Linked DNA regions of Sus scrofa: region 2 is linked to region 1. The links are chromatin contacts, called in public HiChIP or PLAC-seq maps. All regions are on one chromosome and are shown on one strand. Each heading gives the region's core, a stretch centred on a gene start, on an enhancer-like site or on the middle of the called end of the contact. The rest is flanking DNA. Distances are from core to core; before and after follow the strand shown.

Evidence for each region. HiChIP or PLAC-seq counts read pairs in DNA pulled down with a chosen protein or histone mark.
Region 2: an H3K27ac HiChIP or PLAC-seq map of alveolar macrophages shows a contact between it and region 1. The contact joins two enhancer-like sites. A contact is called at or near these places in 2 of 47 Hi-C or Micro-C datasets (embryonic fibroblasts and subcutaneous adipose tissue) and 2 of 2 datasets of contacts at active chromatin or transcription factors (alveolar macrophages and skeletal muscle).

What each region holds. Positions count from the first base shown.
Region 1 is chr4:16,439,369-16,447,244 of Sscrofa11.1, forward strand. It overlaps ZHX2 (zinc fingers and homeoboxes protein 2), which reads right to left. Exons shown (of 5, transcript XM_021088974.1): 3 at 6,505-6,596. Among named protein-coding and RNA genes, the nearest start is that of ZHX2, 110 kb to the right of the region's middle. Within about 2 kb of position 4,988, at least 3 of the 83 cell types and tissues checked have an H3K27ac peak or open chromatin away from gene starts, as enhancers often do. A contact at or near this core is called in alveolar macrophages, where this site is marked.
Region 2 is chr4:16,592,101-16,599,976 of Sscrofa11.1, forward strand. No RefSeq gene overlaps it. Among named protein-coding and RNA genes, the nearest start is that of ZHX2, 42 kb to the left of the region's middle. Within about 2 kb of position 4,556, at least 25 of the 83 cell types and tissues checked have an H3K27ac peak or open chromatin away from gene starts, as enhancers often do. A contact at or near this core is called in alveolar macrophages, where this site is marked.

The DNA of each region.
Region 1 (7,876 bases), core at 3,738-6,237:
GGCCCACGTGTCACAGATACCTAATCTGCTACTGAAAGGGGGTTTAGATAATCTTTGAATTGATACTACTTTTCCAAAATTTCCTGCTCATTCTCTAACTGCAGCTCATTTTTTTTTTTTTTTTTTTTTTTTGCAGGAAACCGTGGTGGCATAAAGTAATGAAGGTTGTGGTTTAGGTTCCAAAGAGAAGCTAGAGAACTCCAGCCTACTGTGACGAAGGGAGGAAGCTGGAGAGCCCAACATTCCGGCTCTAGGTCAACTCATTCTACTCATTCAAACAACAAGAAGCTGAGTATTACCCACCACAGGCTGCCTCCTCTCATGCGTCCCCCAGACCTCTTACTTCTCCACCAAAGTCACCCCCCTTTCTTCTATTTCATAGTACCCCTAAAATTCAGACTTTGAGCTTCCTAATCTAGCTTTATTTAACTGATGGCATCCATTCCATTCCTATTGCCACTGCTCATTTCAAAGAGTTGGAGTGTTTCTTTCTTTTAACATTTTTTCTCTTTTTTTTTTAAGTTTAGTGAAGTATAGTTAACTTCCAAGGTTGTGGTCACTTCTGCTGTAAGACAAAGTGACCCAGTCATACATATACATATATCCATCCTCTCTCAGATTCTTTTTCCACATAGATTATCACAGAATCTTTCGTTTTTAGTCGTACCCACAGCATACAGAAGTTCCTGGGCCAGGGATCAAACCTGCACCACAGCAGTGACCCAAGCCACTGCAGTGACAATGCTGGATCCTTAACCTGCGGAGCCACTCAGGAATGCCGAGATTCAGACTGCGTTTCTTTTTCAAGACTCTCAAGCTCTGCTTTGCCTCTTGTGATCCTTTTTCCTTCAAGAAGGGCAGCAAAGCAGAGAAGAGGCTTGTGTTCTTTCTTCCGTCCTTGTGTTCCAAGATTCCTTTTTTTTTTTTTTTAAATCATTTTCTTTCTGCCTCAAGAACTTCTCTTAGCCATTCTTTGAGGGTAGGTCTGCTGGCAACAAATTCTCTTAGTTTTCCTTCATTTGAGAATGTCTCCATTTTCCTTTCATTCCTGAAGGAATATTTTTGGCTGGGTCTGGGATTCTGGGCTAATAGTTCTTTTAAAAATGTTGTGCCTCTTCCTTCTGGCCTCTATGGCTTCTGATGAGAAATCCCCTGCCATTCATATTGTTTTCCACTATAAACAGTCACTTCTCACTCAGTGATTTCAAGATTTTATCTCCAGTGTTCAGATGCTTGAGTATGGTGTGTCTTGGTGTGGTTTTTTTTTTTTTTTTTTTTTTTAGATTTATACTATTTGGGATTTGCTCAGTTTCTTGAATCTGTAGGTTTATGTCTTTTCCCAAATTTGGAAAGGTTCCAGCCATATTTATTTGAGTAATTTTTCAGCTCCATTGTCTTTTTCTTCTCTGTCCATGACCCTGAGAACATGAATATTCAACCTTCTGTTATAGTCCCCATCGATCCCTGAGGTCCTGTGCATGCCCTGCCCCTGCCCGGTCCATTTTCTGTTTGTTGTTCAGATCGGGCACATTCTATTGTTCTATTTTCAAGATCATGGATTCTTCCCTCTGTCCCCTCCCCTGTTCCTGAGCTCATCCAGTGAGGTTTTAATTTCAGTTACATTTTTCAGTTTAAAATGTTCCAGGGGGTTCTTTTTGTCTTCTCTTTCTTGGTTGAGACTCTATTTTTTTTATATGTTTCTTGTTCCTAATTGCTCATGGACGCATTTTTAGGGTGGCTGTTTTAAAATCTTTGTCAGATAATTGTAACATCTGTGTCATCTTGGTGTTGGGGCAGCTATTGACTGTCTTTTTTCCTTTCGTTTGAGGTCTTCTTGGTATGAGTGATTTTTTTCAAAAACTGAAATGTGCGGTGTGGGGATTATGCTGCAAGAGTTTGCATCTCTCATGAAACCTTCTATTTTAGCTGGATTCGGGAAGGGATACCACCTCATTAATGCCAAGTGGACGTCCAGGCACCCCACTTGTCTTTGTTGACATGCGAGCAGGTTGTTTCTTCATCACTGAGCTGGGCTGGGAGCTTCAGTTCTCCACAGGTTTTCAGTGATGTCTCTAGCTGGGAAGGGCCGGGAGCGCCTCCTCATTGCTTCCAGGGGGCCTTCAGCAACACCAAGGACATGGGTGTGGCGAGGTCACCACCTTCTTTTTTTTTCTTTTTAGGGCCGCACCTGCCGTACATGGAAGTTCCCAGGCTAGGGGCAGAATCGGGGCTACAGCTGCCAGCCTATGCCAGAGCCATAGCAATATGGGATCCAAGCCAATCTGCAATCTACACCACAGCTCCCAGCAATGCTGGATCCTTAACCCCCGAGCGAGGCCAGGGATTGAACCTGAATCCTCATGGGCACTAGTCGGACTTGTTACCGCTAAGTCACAGTGGGAACTCCTAGGTTATCTCCTTACTCGTCCTTCTCTGACCCCATCCTGAGTGGGGGGGCGGGTAAGGACGAGAGGGAGGTTGGGGTGCCCTGTTACAACTTGCTAGGGTGGAAGCTGAGGCTCCCCATCTGACCTTTGTTCATGAGATGGGGGCTGAGCCACAGTTTTTTTCTGGGATGTCTGGCTCAAGAAGTGTGGTTATTATCTAAAAGTTTTCAGCTTCCTAGGCTGCCCCTTTCCTGGTCCCTTGTGCTAGAGAGCAAGCGAGCAGGCTTTTTTGGGAGATTTTTTTTTTTTTTTTTTTTTTTTTGGTCAGTGTCCACTGGCATTTCTGAGTTGATGACTTCTTTAGCTCCAAGTCTGGGTTAGATGAAGCAACACACACACACACACACACAAAACAAAAACAAAAACAAAAACCCCAGGGAACTTCACAACCCAGGAAACCACAGTGTCGTTCCCTGGGTTATGAGGTCCCTGGATGGTCTGTCTTATTTCTACCTTTCAGCATTTTCTTATGTTTGTTTTGTACATAATATCCAGAGTTTTCAGTTGTATTTTGTAGTAGGAATAGAGTGTGTCTGCTCCATCCTCGAAGAAGTAGCTGTCCATCAACAGCGATTTTCACTCCCATATCCCACATCCTAGCCACGCTCTACCCTTAGACACTTCTATCCACCCAACGTACAACATCAACTTCATCTTTTTTTGCTTTTTTTTAGGGCCACACCTGCGGCCTGTGGAAGTTCCTAGGCTAGGGGTCGATTCAGAGCAACAGCTGCTGGTCTACAGCCACAGCAACACAGGATCCAAGCCACATCTGCCACCTACATCACAGCTCATGGCTACGCCAGATCCTTAACCCACTGAGTGAGGCCAGGGATCCAATCTGCATCCTCATGGATACTAGTCTGGTTTATAACCCACTGAGCCACCATGGGAACTCCCAACCAACTTCATGAAGATGAGGAGGGAGGAAACTGAATGTAAGGAGACACCAGAGCAACGCGCCATTCCCCTTTCCAAAGTCTTTCTTTCTGCTTGTCTGCAGACCAGACTCGGGGCTCATCGGCCTGACAATGGACACTCTTCACAGTCCTGGCCTCTGTCTTCTTTTTCACCCAGACCCCCTTCCCTTGTGTTCAGAAGCTTATCTTCTGCCGTGTATCTGCCCTTCTCACTCCATCCTTGCACATAAGACCCTTTCTCTCTCTTTTTTTTTTTTTTTGTTTGTTTTTTGCTTTTTTAGGGCTGCCTATGGAGGTTCCTAGGCTAGGGGTCAAATGGGAGCTATAGCTGCCAGCCTAAACCACAGCCACAGTAACACCAGATCCGAGCCGCGTCTGCGACCTACACCACAGCTCACAGCAATCTGGATCCTTAACCCAATGAGCGAGGCCAGGGATCAAACCCACCACCTCATGGTTCCTAGTTGGATTCGTTTCCACTGTGCCATGACGGGAACTCCAGGACCCATTTCTCAATGCCCATTTTCTCCCATGAGACCTTGCAGCTGAAAATGAAGGCCATCCTAGGACTTGGCATTTATACTGGACATTGATAATTACTGAAGATGTGCCATTTACCTCTTCAGTTGGATTTTAAATTCATTAAAGGCCTGGGTCATGCTTGATTTTACTCTGTCTCGTGCTGCACACTAAACAGCTGATAGATACTTTTTGGGAAACAGTGACTAAAGGCCCTTGCCTGTCAGTGTGAATCTGACGGAAGGATTCGGAGAATGAAATAAAAACCTAGCATCAAGCAGATAAGATTAGCTATCGGCAAAGTTATCTTAAATGCAGATAAGACAGAAGCTGGAGAGTAGGAAGGATTTGGAGTGTCTGTACTAATAACTGGAGTTATTAATACACCTAAATAAAGAATAAATTTAGAAGGGAGCTGCGTGAAGCAGTCATCCAACTAGGAGGAGTGTCCTGGCCTTGGGGGAAGCCCAGGGAGCCTGGAGACAAGGAGCAGCTCTGCTGTGGCCATAGATTCCAGCTGGAGGCCATGCAGATGTGAATCCCAGAACCACCTCCCTTGAGTGGACTTGGTGCCCACCCAGGCGGCCTTGGGAATCCAGCCTCCCATCTTCACTTCTGTTCAGAGTCTAGGAAGTGACCTAAAGATGCCATTGTGGAGCTCCCGTCGTGGCTCAGTGGTTAATGAATCCAACGAGGAACCATGAGGTTTTGGGTTCAATCCCTGGCCTCGCTCAGTGGGTTAAGGATCGGTGTTGCTGTGAAGTGTGGTGTAGGTCGCAGTGTGGCTTGCATCCTGTGTTGCTGTGGCTGTGGTGTAGACCCCTGGCCTGGGAACCTCCATATGCCATGGGTGTGGCCCTAGAAAAGACAGAAAAAAAAAAAAAGATGCAATTGTCTGGGCCCTTGGCAGTCTTATTTTTCCCTTATTGGTCTCTTATGAGTTTGGTTAAAAAAATCATTTATAACATCAATCATTTTAAATAAACAACAACAACAACAACAACTAAAGAGCTGTCCAGTGCCTCCTGCGTGCTGGATGGGGATGTGCTGCTCAGAGATCATCTCCTTTCGTCATCGCCATCATCTGCATGGGGCAAGTCCTATGACTGCCCGCCTCACGGATGGAGAACTTGAGCCTCAGAGAGATCACTTTACTCGCTCAAGCTCACAAGAGTCAGAGCCAGGATTTCAGCCCAAGCCTCCTAATGGCAAGATCCACGCTTTACCACTGGGCTTTCTAACACAGTCGTATGCGCCACCCTCTGTTCTAAGAGCCTTACCTATATGAATGCCTACAACCCTCCAAATAACTCCTTGGGGTAGGTACCCCTTCTAACCCCAATTTACAGCTGAGGAAACAGAGACACACAGCAATTGTGTAACTTGCCCAGAGTCACACAGCGAGTATGTGGGCAGCAGGATGTGAAGTCAGGCAATGTGGCAAAAGACCATCATGTGACGCTGCCTCTCTTGAGTCACTGGCTTGACTCCTTCTAATAGACCTGATGAGCCCCTTGTGGGGAAGAACTCCATCTTACTCGTTTTGCTGCCCTCAAGAGCTATTGCAGTGCTGGCACAAGGGAAGCCTGTAATCCACTGGAGCATTTGGGTTCCTGGAAGTGCAGCCCACCAGCCGCCCACCCTGTCCCAGCCACATTCTCATTTCACAAAGCCCCTTGAATTTGCAGCTGATCTTCAGGAGGTTTATGCCAGGCTGAAGGCGTCTCATGGAGTTTCATGCACAGAATACAAATTCAAGGGCGAGAGCTAGGAATAGTTCCTATCGGAGTGTATTTTTCACATTTGGGGAGCTGAGTTTCCAAGTCACTCAGTCCTGGTAGCAGAAGACCAGCAAATCCCATCCCAGCGCCATCCCCTGAGTCCGCTGGGACTTGAAAGATGTATCAAAGTGGCTAAAGGTACCATGTTAGCCCAGTGGTTCTCAAGGATGGATGATTCTGTCCCCTCTAGAGGACACCTGGCAACAAAGGAAGGCATTTTTGGTTGTCACAAGGATGGGGAGGGGGTTGCTACTGGCATCTGGTGGGTAGAGGCCGGGGTACTGCCACACACCCTACAATGCCCGGAGAATCCGTCACAGCAGAGAATTAGCCAGCCCCAGATGCCAACAACGCTGAGGCTGAGAAAGCCTGATGAGCCTAGCAGCCCCCAAATCTGCATGGACCAGTGGTTTTAAAGAGGAAGCATCACTCGACAATTAAATTAGGTTTTATGAGACTTCATTCCAGGAGAGCAGGTATCCATCACTGGGGGCAAAAAGAGAAGCGAGCCTTCCATGCCAAAGCAAAACCACCCTTGGTTGGGGCACACGCTCCGAGACAGAACTTTTGCAAAGTGAGGTCTTCAGGGCCTCCTACCACAAAGCCACTTGGGAAGCTTATTAAATGCAAACCGCCTCAAACCCGCTGAATTAGGCTCTCTCCGTGAGCGTACGGGGGATCTACGTTTTTAGAACACCCCGACATGATTCAGATGCACGCTGACATTTTTCTTCCATTCTTCCAGAAGTAGGAGAGATAAATTGGGGGGTGGGGGAGGAATGCGGTAGACCGACCATATGCATGGCGGTTTTAAAAAAGTTAACTAAAAATGCTCACATTCTTGAGCGGTTCCTCTGACTTCAGTTGGGTCTGCACCACATGGTCTTGTGAGTTACGCCCGACTTAGACGAACACCACCCGGAGGCTTCCTAATAATTAAAAACAACTGTTTTGTAACACTGCAAATCAATTATACGCTAATAAAAAATAAATTTAAAAGAATAAAGTAAAAAAAATTGTTTTCTAAATTCTAGCATCATTCTAAGCAGAGATACTTATCACAGGCTTGACCACTCGTTATTTTTGCCCCTAATATTCCTGGGAATACATCCATCATCATGAAAATGATCAATACTTAAAATCGGCAGGCAGGATGTGCAAGAAGCAGTGCCTTATGGCAGAGCAATTCCAGTCCACCAGGAGAAGGCTAATAATTGAGCCTGCACGCTCTCTGGATGCAGACATGCATGGCTTTTCATTCGGAACCTCAGAGCCTCCTTTGCAGGGATGGATGACAATCCCCGCTGCTTCCTGGAGGAGGAAGAGTAGAGTGTGCAAGGGAGTAGGTACCTGACTGTGACACTGTGCCCTCATTGACAGCTGCCAGCTTCCATCTATGAACCTCTGAAAACAACCATCTTATTTTGTTTCTTTTTGTCTTTTTAGGGCCGCATCCGTGGCATATGGAAGTTCCCAGCTAGGGGTCGAATTGGAGCTGTAGCTGCCAGCCTACGCCACAGCCACTGCAACGCCAGATCCAAGCTGCGTCTGTGACCTGCACCACAGCTCATGGCAATGCCAGATCCTTAACCCACTGAGCGAGGCCAGGGATTAAACCTGTGTCCTCATGCGTACTAGCCAGATTCGTTTCCACTGAGCCATGATGGGAACTTCAAAACAACCATCTTAAAGCCAGCACTGGGATGAAATGAAGGACCAACATACTTTTGAGGCTCAGAAACTGGAACCCACAAGTGTGATGAAGAGAAGTCATTTCAACCATAAACTGGTTTCCAGGATCATCCTCCTGCTCCCTGAGCGCCCCCTGCCCCTCCCTCTCTAGGTTGGGAGGGCAGAGGGAAAAGCTTGATGTGCTGAAGGCTCCCAAACCATTCACGTCTCTGCTAAAAATCAGAACAAATGTCTGCTGTCTGTTTTTCTCTTTACACCCTTTTCCAAAAAGGCTAAACCTGACACGACGTTAGTTTTCACCAGGCTCTGCACCCAGCCCACCTCGCCCTTGCTACCAACGCAGCGAGTTCAGCAGCAGGGGCAGGGAATTATGAGCCCTGGACTTGCTGACACCACCTTATTTTTGTCTTTCCCTCCGATCTGCACTAAGCTGCCTGCATAATTTCCACCTCAGGTGAAACCTCTGTCTTAGTTGTTGTCTTCTTGAAACGCACTGATTTTCCATGAAAGTCAGGAG
Region 2 (7,876 bases), core at 3,306-5,805, 150 kb after region 1:
TTGAACCGACCCCTAAAGGAGTGTGTGGTGTCCGCCAGGTGGACGGGGAGAGGAACATCTCAGGCAGATGGAGGAGCAGGAGCAAAGGCAGGCTGGGGTGAGGGAGGCTTGCAGAGGGGCATGGAGGGAGCGTAGGATGTGTTTGGAAGGGTCCAGGTCAAAAAAAGAAAGGAGACGGAAGCATTTGGCTGTGGCCAGGCTGTGAAGGACTTCATTACCTGCTTAGGAACTTAGGACGTGGAGCTATCCAATGGGAAACTTTTAAAAAAATCGTACTGGTTCATCTTGCACAATAGGAAAAACAATTGTTCAGTCATGCATGTTTGTTGTTATCTTGGTTTTTTTGGTTTGTCTGTGTGTTTGGCTACACCTGCAGCATATGGAAGTTCTGAGGCCAGGGATTAAAACCTGTGCCACAGCAGTGACAATGATGAATTTTTTTTTGATGAAATTTTTTTTTATTACTCAATGAATTTTATTACATTTATAGTTGTACACTATCATCTGCAACGCTGGATTCTTAACCCACTGAACTACCAGGGAGCTCCAGGATGGGATACTTTTTTTCCCCATTATTTAAAACAGAATTATTTATTTTTATTAAAGCATAGTTGATTTACAATGTTGTATGAATTTCTGCTATACAGCAAAGTGACCCGGTGACCTTCTTTTTCTCATATGATCTTCCGTCATGGTCTTCCTCAAGAGATTGGATACGGGCCCCTGGGCTGTACAGTAGGACCTCAGTGCTTATCCATTCTAAACTTAGTACTTTGCATCTACTAACCCTAAGCTCCCAGCCCATCCCACTCCCCCCACCCAGGATGGGGTACTTTTCAGCACAGAAATGACATGCTCGGACCTGTGTGGCAGAGAGGAGAAGGGATAGCGATGGGAGAGGTGGCAGGAAAACCAATTAGGAAGCGACTGTGACTTGATCTGCCTTGATCCTGCCACTTGCCTTGCCCCCTCAGTGGGTGGGGATGGACCTGGGCTGGCTGGCAAACGAGCTGGGCAGCTCCCCTGGGTTGATCCTTTTAGCAACTGGCTGTTCTTCCTATAGATGAGCCGGGTTTGCTGAGCAGCCCACAGACTGTCCTGATCTATAAATAAGCCTTCTCTGGCTCCATTTGCCCCCCACCCCCAAGTGCTCTAGGCAAAGCTTTTTCTAGAATTCAGACAACGGGGGAAACCTTGGAAGGCTCTGCTTGGTGGGCGGTGAGGGGTGGGCAGTTGTGACAGATGCAGGTGGTGGAGTCATGCGTGTTTGAATTGATCAGGACCTGGAGAGAGGAGGCTGCAAGGACATGGGGAAACAGGCTCAGAGATGAGTGAGTGGGTCTCATGACTCCCTTTCAGTTACACGATCCCACCTGAGGTCCTTTGTTTTAGCTGTTGCTGTTTAAGGGCTCAGTGGCCACATGTAACCAGTGGCTACCGACAGGGCAGTTCCAGGAGGAAGACATAGCCCTTTCCCTCTAGAGCTCATATGTGAGCCAAGAACTGCAACTCTGGTGTGTCCGAGAGTAGAGGAAAGAACTAGGTATGAAAAAAAGATGAAAGAAGACGTAATTAGCTCTGCTTCAGGGGAGGGAAATGGACAAATACAGGAAAAATCAGGTCACATAAGAGAATATACTTAGCAAGTAAACATGGGACCGTATTCAGCTTTCTCTATTATCAAAGAGAATAATTAAACTAATGTCATAGGGGTTTTTTTGGATACAATTAAATTAGTAAAAATGTAAACTAATGAGGTTGGTACCCTCATGAATGGCTAGTGGTGGTGAGGGCACTGCAGCCCTTTTGGAGAGCATTTCAGGATTATGTCTTAAGTACCAAAAGAGGCCCTTATAGCTTTTACTCCATAAATCCCATTTCTGGGAATTCATCCTTAAAAATTATTCGAAATGAAGGGAAAACGATAATGTGTGGCATGGTTCATTTTAATGTTATTTAAAAAGCAAAAAACTAGAAGCAATGAGGGATCCAAGCGGCGTCTGCAACCTACACCACAGCTCACAGCAACATCGGATCCTTAACCCACTGAGCGAGGCCAAGGATAGAACCCTCAACCTCACGGTTCCTAGTCGGATTCGTTTCTACTGCGCAACGACGGGAACTCCAATTTTTATCCTTATAAAAGCAAAGCTTTCAAGAGCATTCTTTTAGTTGTCTTTGTGCATGCACTTAATTATATCTTTAGTTTACATTCCTGTAGTGAACTTGGTGAGTCAAAAAGGTTATGCAATAAAAAGTTTGGAAGAAAGGGAAATTGTTTTAAAATAAGAGAAGCAACAGATGATAAACATGCACAAATGATATGGTGATACCTCTTCATTCCTTCTGCCTTTCCAAGCATTTCTTTTTTTTGGTCTTTCTAGGGCCACACCTGCAGCATATGGAGGTTCCCAGGCTAGGGGTCTAATCGGAGCTGTAACTGCCGGCCTATGCCAGAGCCACAGCAACGCGGGATCCGAGCCACGCCTGCAACTTACACCACAGCTCTCGGCAATACCAGATCCTTAACCCACTGAGTGAGGCCAGGAATTGAACCCGCGTCCTCATAAATGCTAGTCGGGTTCCTTAACCACTGAGCCATGATGAGAACTCCTTTCCAAGCGTTTCTACTCCATTTCTCCTAAGCTCTGCTGGATATCCTTCCAGAATCTTTCCCCAGATTCAGCCAAGCATCCTTGCACATGAATCCCCCTTACTCTATACACACACATGCACACACACTGCTTAAGGCTTTTGGTTTGCAATGTTGATTCATCTTACAGAAAGAGTCTTTCTCTTTTCATCTCCACTTGTTTCTGGCCTTGACCCTGCTGTAGAGTTGCCGCTGAGAAGACTTGTGCCAGCTGCTGAGGGGTTTAGGCGTGACCACCTTTCAGAGCTCTCTGAGGCCGGGGAGAGAAGCGGAGAAGGTTTGTGTTGAGGGGTGTGTGTGTGTGTGTGCGTGTCTCTGCTATGTGGCGTGTGTGGGGAGCAATGCTTAGTCTCAATTCTCATTTGGTTTCTCATTCCAGGCCAATGAATATTCCTGGATTCCTGGCCGGGCACCTCTGAAAAGAGAATGTTTTGACCTTCTCAGTGAGGGAGGTGTGTGGACAGAGCCCCCTGGGTGTAACTAGTCATCCCCTGACAGAGCCCCCTGGGTGTAACTAGTCATCATACTTAGTCTGTTTACTGATCCAACAAGCAATTTATCCATCAGCTGTAATTAAATCATCTTCAAGCCGAGAGTCTCGTAAGTCCCAGATACACTTCCAAACAAAGCACTGGTGGGGACCGTCCCTAAAAGGAAGCCTGATGAATCCTCAGGGCAAGCCTCTGAAGTGGTTGTGGTTACTCCCATCTCACAGATGAAGAAACTGAGGCTCCAGAGGGAATCCATACATCATCCGAGGTCCCCATTGTGAATGGCACAGCCAGAACTTGAATCCAGGTCTGCTGGCCTGGCTCTTCCTTGTACAACACACTCCAGCCTGGGCTGCCTTTTCCCCGAATGTGTTGCAAAGGAATTTCAGACCCTCTGCTGTTGCCTGCTAAGGTTGTGATGCCAAGTTATCTAAGCATAGGCTTTTTTGGTCGCCTGGACGTCATCCCCCATCTTTCTTGCCTCCTTCAGTAGATCACGCACACTGGGAGGCAACTTCAGCTCCTTCCTATTCTGCTCGGTGCTGGGAGCCTGCTGTAGGGACTCCCCAGATTCCTAGTGGAGGAAAGAATGAAACTGTCAGGACAGAAGGAGAAATCTCTTTCTCTATTCCCAGCCTCCTTCCCTGGAATCCCAAACCCACTTTTGCCACTGGTCATTACTGGATAATAGCAGAGGTGTGTGTATCAGCCTAGAAATTCTTTTAGTAGAAGTTTTAAAATTTCAACATCAAAGGTTGGAAATACTTGGTAGTCTTTGATGTGCATGAGGCAAGTCAGCTAGACTTTTGGGAAGGGGGTGTGAGACACACACACACACACACACACACACACACACACACACACACACCCCTGTCTTTACCAAATATAAAATATTCTCTTTGCTTCCTGCACCCTCAAATATTGGTCAGTTTTAATTCCTGGGAGACTCTCTATGACTGTTCTAGGTGGGTGGAGAATGTTTCTTCAGATCTTTTGCTTTACATTGCTCAGTGATACCCTTCAAATAGGATTCTGGCTTCCCTGGTTTGCCAATAGTGTTACAAAAAGGCCCAGGAGAGCTTCTGCAGTGAGGTGCTGCAGGAGAAAATACACTGGCTCTGAAGAGGAGGACCAGGACTTGTCCAAGGTCATGCACCCAAATCCGTGGTCCTGAATATGCCTTCCCCTGTTTCCATGAAAGTTACACGTGGGAGCGCTCAAAATCTACTCAACTGACAACCTGGTGTGTGTCCCTGGCATTGTTTGTGCAACCAACTGCTTGTGAATCTGAGAGGCGAGGGCGTCAGAAGGGCGAGCGTCTGGGATATTTTAATATTCAGTATTTCCAGACTCAGCAGGCAGCAGGCTAAATCTGTCCACTGATGGGCAGGCATGAATTATGAAACCACTCACGTAGGTTGAGAGGTTGCCCGGAGCTGGGGAAGCGTCGCCACCAGTGTCTCTGCAAGCTGGTTGGGGGAGGGGTCTCTCCCCAGTTGGGAGGGATCGTGGAGTGTGGACCCGTGATCGATCACAGTGTGGGTGTGGCTCACACACCACAGGACCCATTTGGGCTTCCCGAATCCTAGGCCCTCAGACAGGGTGGGTGGTGGGATCAAAAAACAGAAGAGAAACCACAGGGCGGTCCTGCTTTCTGCGTGGCAGGAGGGTGAGGCTGCCCCCTGGTGGCGAAGGTCCGCAGGGGGCGCTGACCTTCAAGGAGTCCAGGAAGGAAATGTGACCTCCTTCCTGACCTGGGTTCTGATGCCTCCTCCACCTACTATGGGGGCTGTGCTGGTTGTGGGGGTCCGCCAGTGTGAGGCTGAGGGCTGGGAACTGAGGTCTAATCATCAAGGGGAGGAAAACTGAAGCTTAGGGGTTAGGATAGGTGATGATGGTGGTGGATTGTAAGCGAATCCTCAGAGATAATATTGAACAAAACACATCAGTAATAGCCATTTATTGATGCTCTGTGCCGGCAGCGGTGCTAAGCACATTACACACATGTTCTCAATTCTTCACAACAATCCTGTTCATTAGATATCATTATTCCTGCATTTACAGATGAGAGGCAAAGTGAAAACTCCAGTATCATCACCAGGTATGTAGTTAACAATTATGAAATAATGCAGCACAGTGTTTTAGGAGTAGTATCTCATGTAGTCTTCACACTTATTTTAGGAAATCGGCTTTTATTATTCCTATTTTTATTATTTCCATCATATCATTGAGGAATCTGAAGCTTAGAGAGGGTATGTGCCAGTTATTTTTTTTTTTCAGTGTGGCAAATCACTCCTCGATTTAGTGGCTTGAGCCAACAATTACTTAGTTTTGTTTGGTTTTTAGGTCTAAGTACTTCCTTTATTTTTACTTTTAAATTATAATATCCCTCCTATTACTATGAATTTGAAGATAGTTGATTGAACTACACATTAATAGACAAAGTAAGAATTCCAAATTTGTCTTTATCGTTTGATCAAAAAATTCTTTGCATGAATGGCTGGCAAAACTCTGCACAAATACTATCAATCCTCCACACAGACATGTGGATATTAATACTCGGATGTCGTGAGGGATCCCTTACTTTGCTTTTAAATGTGCTGAGTTGGCAATTTGGGCTGGGTTCTGCTGGGTGGTTCTTCTGGTCTCAGCGGGTCCCGGGAGAGCATCCTGCATCTGTGGTCACATGCTGGTCAGCTTGGGGGCTCTGTTTTGAGGGATTGGTTGGTTGTGGGCTGGGATGATGATGGAGACTGGTCCATGTGTGTCTCAGCATCCAGCAGGCTGGTCTGAGCTTGTGCCTGGGAGGGGTCTGAGAGAGAGAGAGAGGAGAAATATCCAAACTCTCTTGAGACCCAGGCTCAAAACTGGTACAATGTCACTTGTACTAAAACTCCATTGGCCAAAGCAGGTCCATCTCTAGCCCAGAATCAAGGGACAGGGTGTATAGACTCCTGATGGGGGGCGGGGTGCAGTGAAATCAGAGCAAATGGTGAGTGTCGATAGAGAGAGGGGGAGGGGTGGGGACCGGGCCATTTTAGTGCTATATCACTGGGTCCGTATGGGGAACGGGTTCAGGTGGAGTGGGACCCAGGTGGGAAGAACAAAATGTTCAAAGGCTCCCAAAGACTCTTGGGCAGGAAAGAGCCTATGTTTTTGAAAAGTAGGCTGGTATACCTGTAGGAGGAGGAAGTTGGAGTGGTTAGGGATGGGGGGAAGGGGCTGTTCTGAGCCCTTCATCTAGGTTAACACAATCCTCACAATTCATGGGTAAGCGCTGTGTGTTCCTCCCATTTCTGGATGGGGCCACTGAGGCATGGACAATGTGCTGAGTCACACAGCCAGAAGCAGCAGCTTCAGGATTCCAACCCAGGTCCTGCTATAAAGCCCACGCCCTGGACTGCTTGCCACACGGCTGCCACCCCAACAGGTGGAAGAAAGAACCTGGGGAAGATGGGTTTCGGTGCAGAGGGTGAGGGCTGAATGCAGAAACCACTTTCCTTGGGGGCCTGGAGACAATAACGGACAATGTCACTTATTCCTTGTCACCCTTTATTTACCCAAGATTATTTCTGCTTGAAGGTGGGAAGGAACTAGGCTTTCGGACTCTTTGACCCTTCTAATGGAAATAGTGTCAAGTGTATTCGCTAAGAGACTTTTGTTTTTAAGCAACAGAAACGGATCCTGTGTCGCCAAGTTTAAGATGAAGTCTTTCTTAGGAAAGTGCTAGGATAGCTCACAGAATCTGAAAACATTAGAAAGGGCAAGAATAGACAGGCCCCTGGGACCTCGGAGGCAGAAGTTCGTGGGCTCACTTTCTAGTTTGCTGCCAGCCACATGACTCAGTTCTAAAGATTTCCCATCACGATGTCTTTTTGTTTACACCCTGATTTTCCATGAGAGAGAATTTGGCGCGATTTGGGTCATGTGTTTTTACCCTGGACACACTGGGGGACAGTGACGTGAGCACGGCAAGGCCACTGGAGGCATCACTGTGAAGCCATGCCCCTCAGAGTCCATGGCTTGGGAGCGGGATTAGCTCTAAGCAATTCTACCTCCATCTACCTTAACAGTTCCAAGGACACATCTCATCTTAAGGAAAGGAGTCGGCCTTTCTCTCCCAGGGATCATGAAGTTCCAGAGATTCTGATCCATCTCACACCCTGCAGATACAAATTCTCTGGAAGAGCGTTTGAATAGGGTTTTCTTAAATGCATTTATTTAGGAATGCATTGTTTGAGTCCGGCAAATAGTTTTCATTAAATCGTAACAATCCCAAGGCAGATGATAAGCTCAAACAATTTTGCCATGCAAAGATTATGTTTCTACAGGAGTGCTTTGCAACATCCTGACTTTGTAAGTGATCAGGTTATAAAATATTTATTAGCGGTTCAAAGGCATTGCTTCTGTGAATTCACTATCTTCTCCAGGATGGATATCAGGGCAGGCAGCTCTGCTTGGTTGATTTCACAACGTGGTGTTCAAAGGTGTTTCCTTGTGTGGGCAGAGCGGGGATTCTCTTCTGAGCTTCATGTGTGATTTGTCCCAAGACCAAAAAGCCCACTTGCGCAGATTAAATGCAATCCAGGTGTTTTTCTTTTTTTCCAAATCAGCTACTTAACGTTTCCAGAAGGGAGCTTCTCATCCATGGCAAAACTCGCTTCCATATAAATATTTTTTAACGGTGATTCAGATTTTTGACATAAACATAATTTTTGTGGGAATATGATTG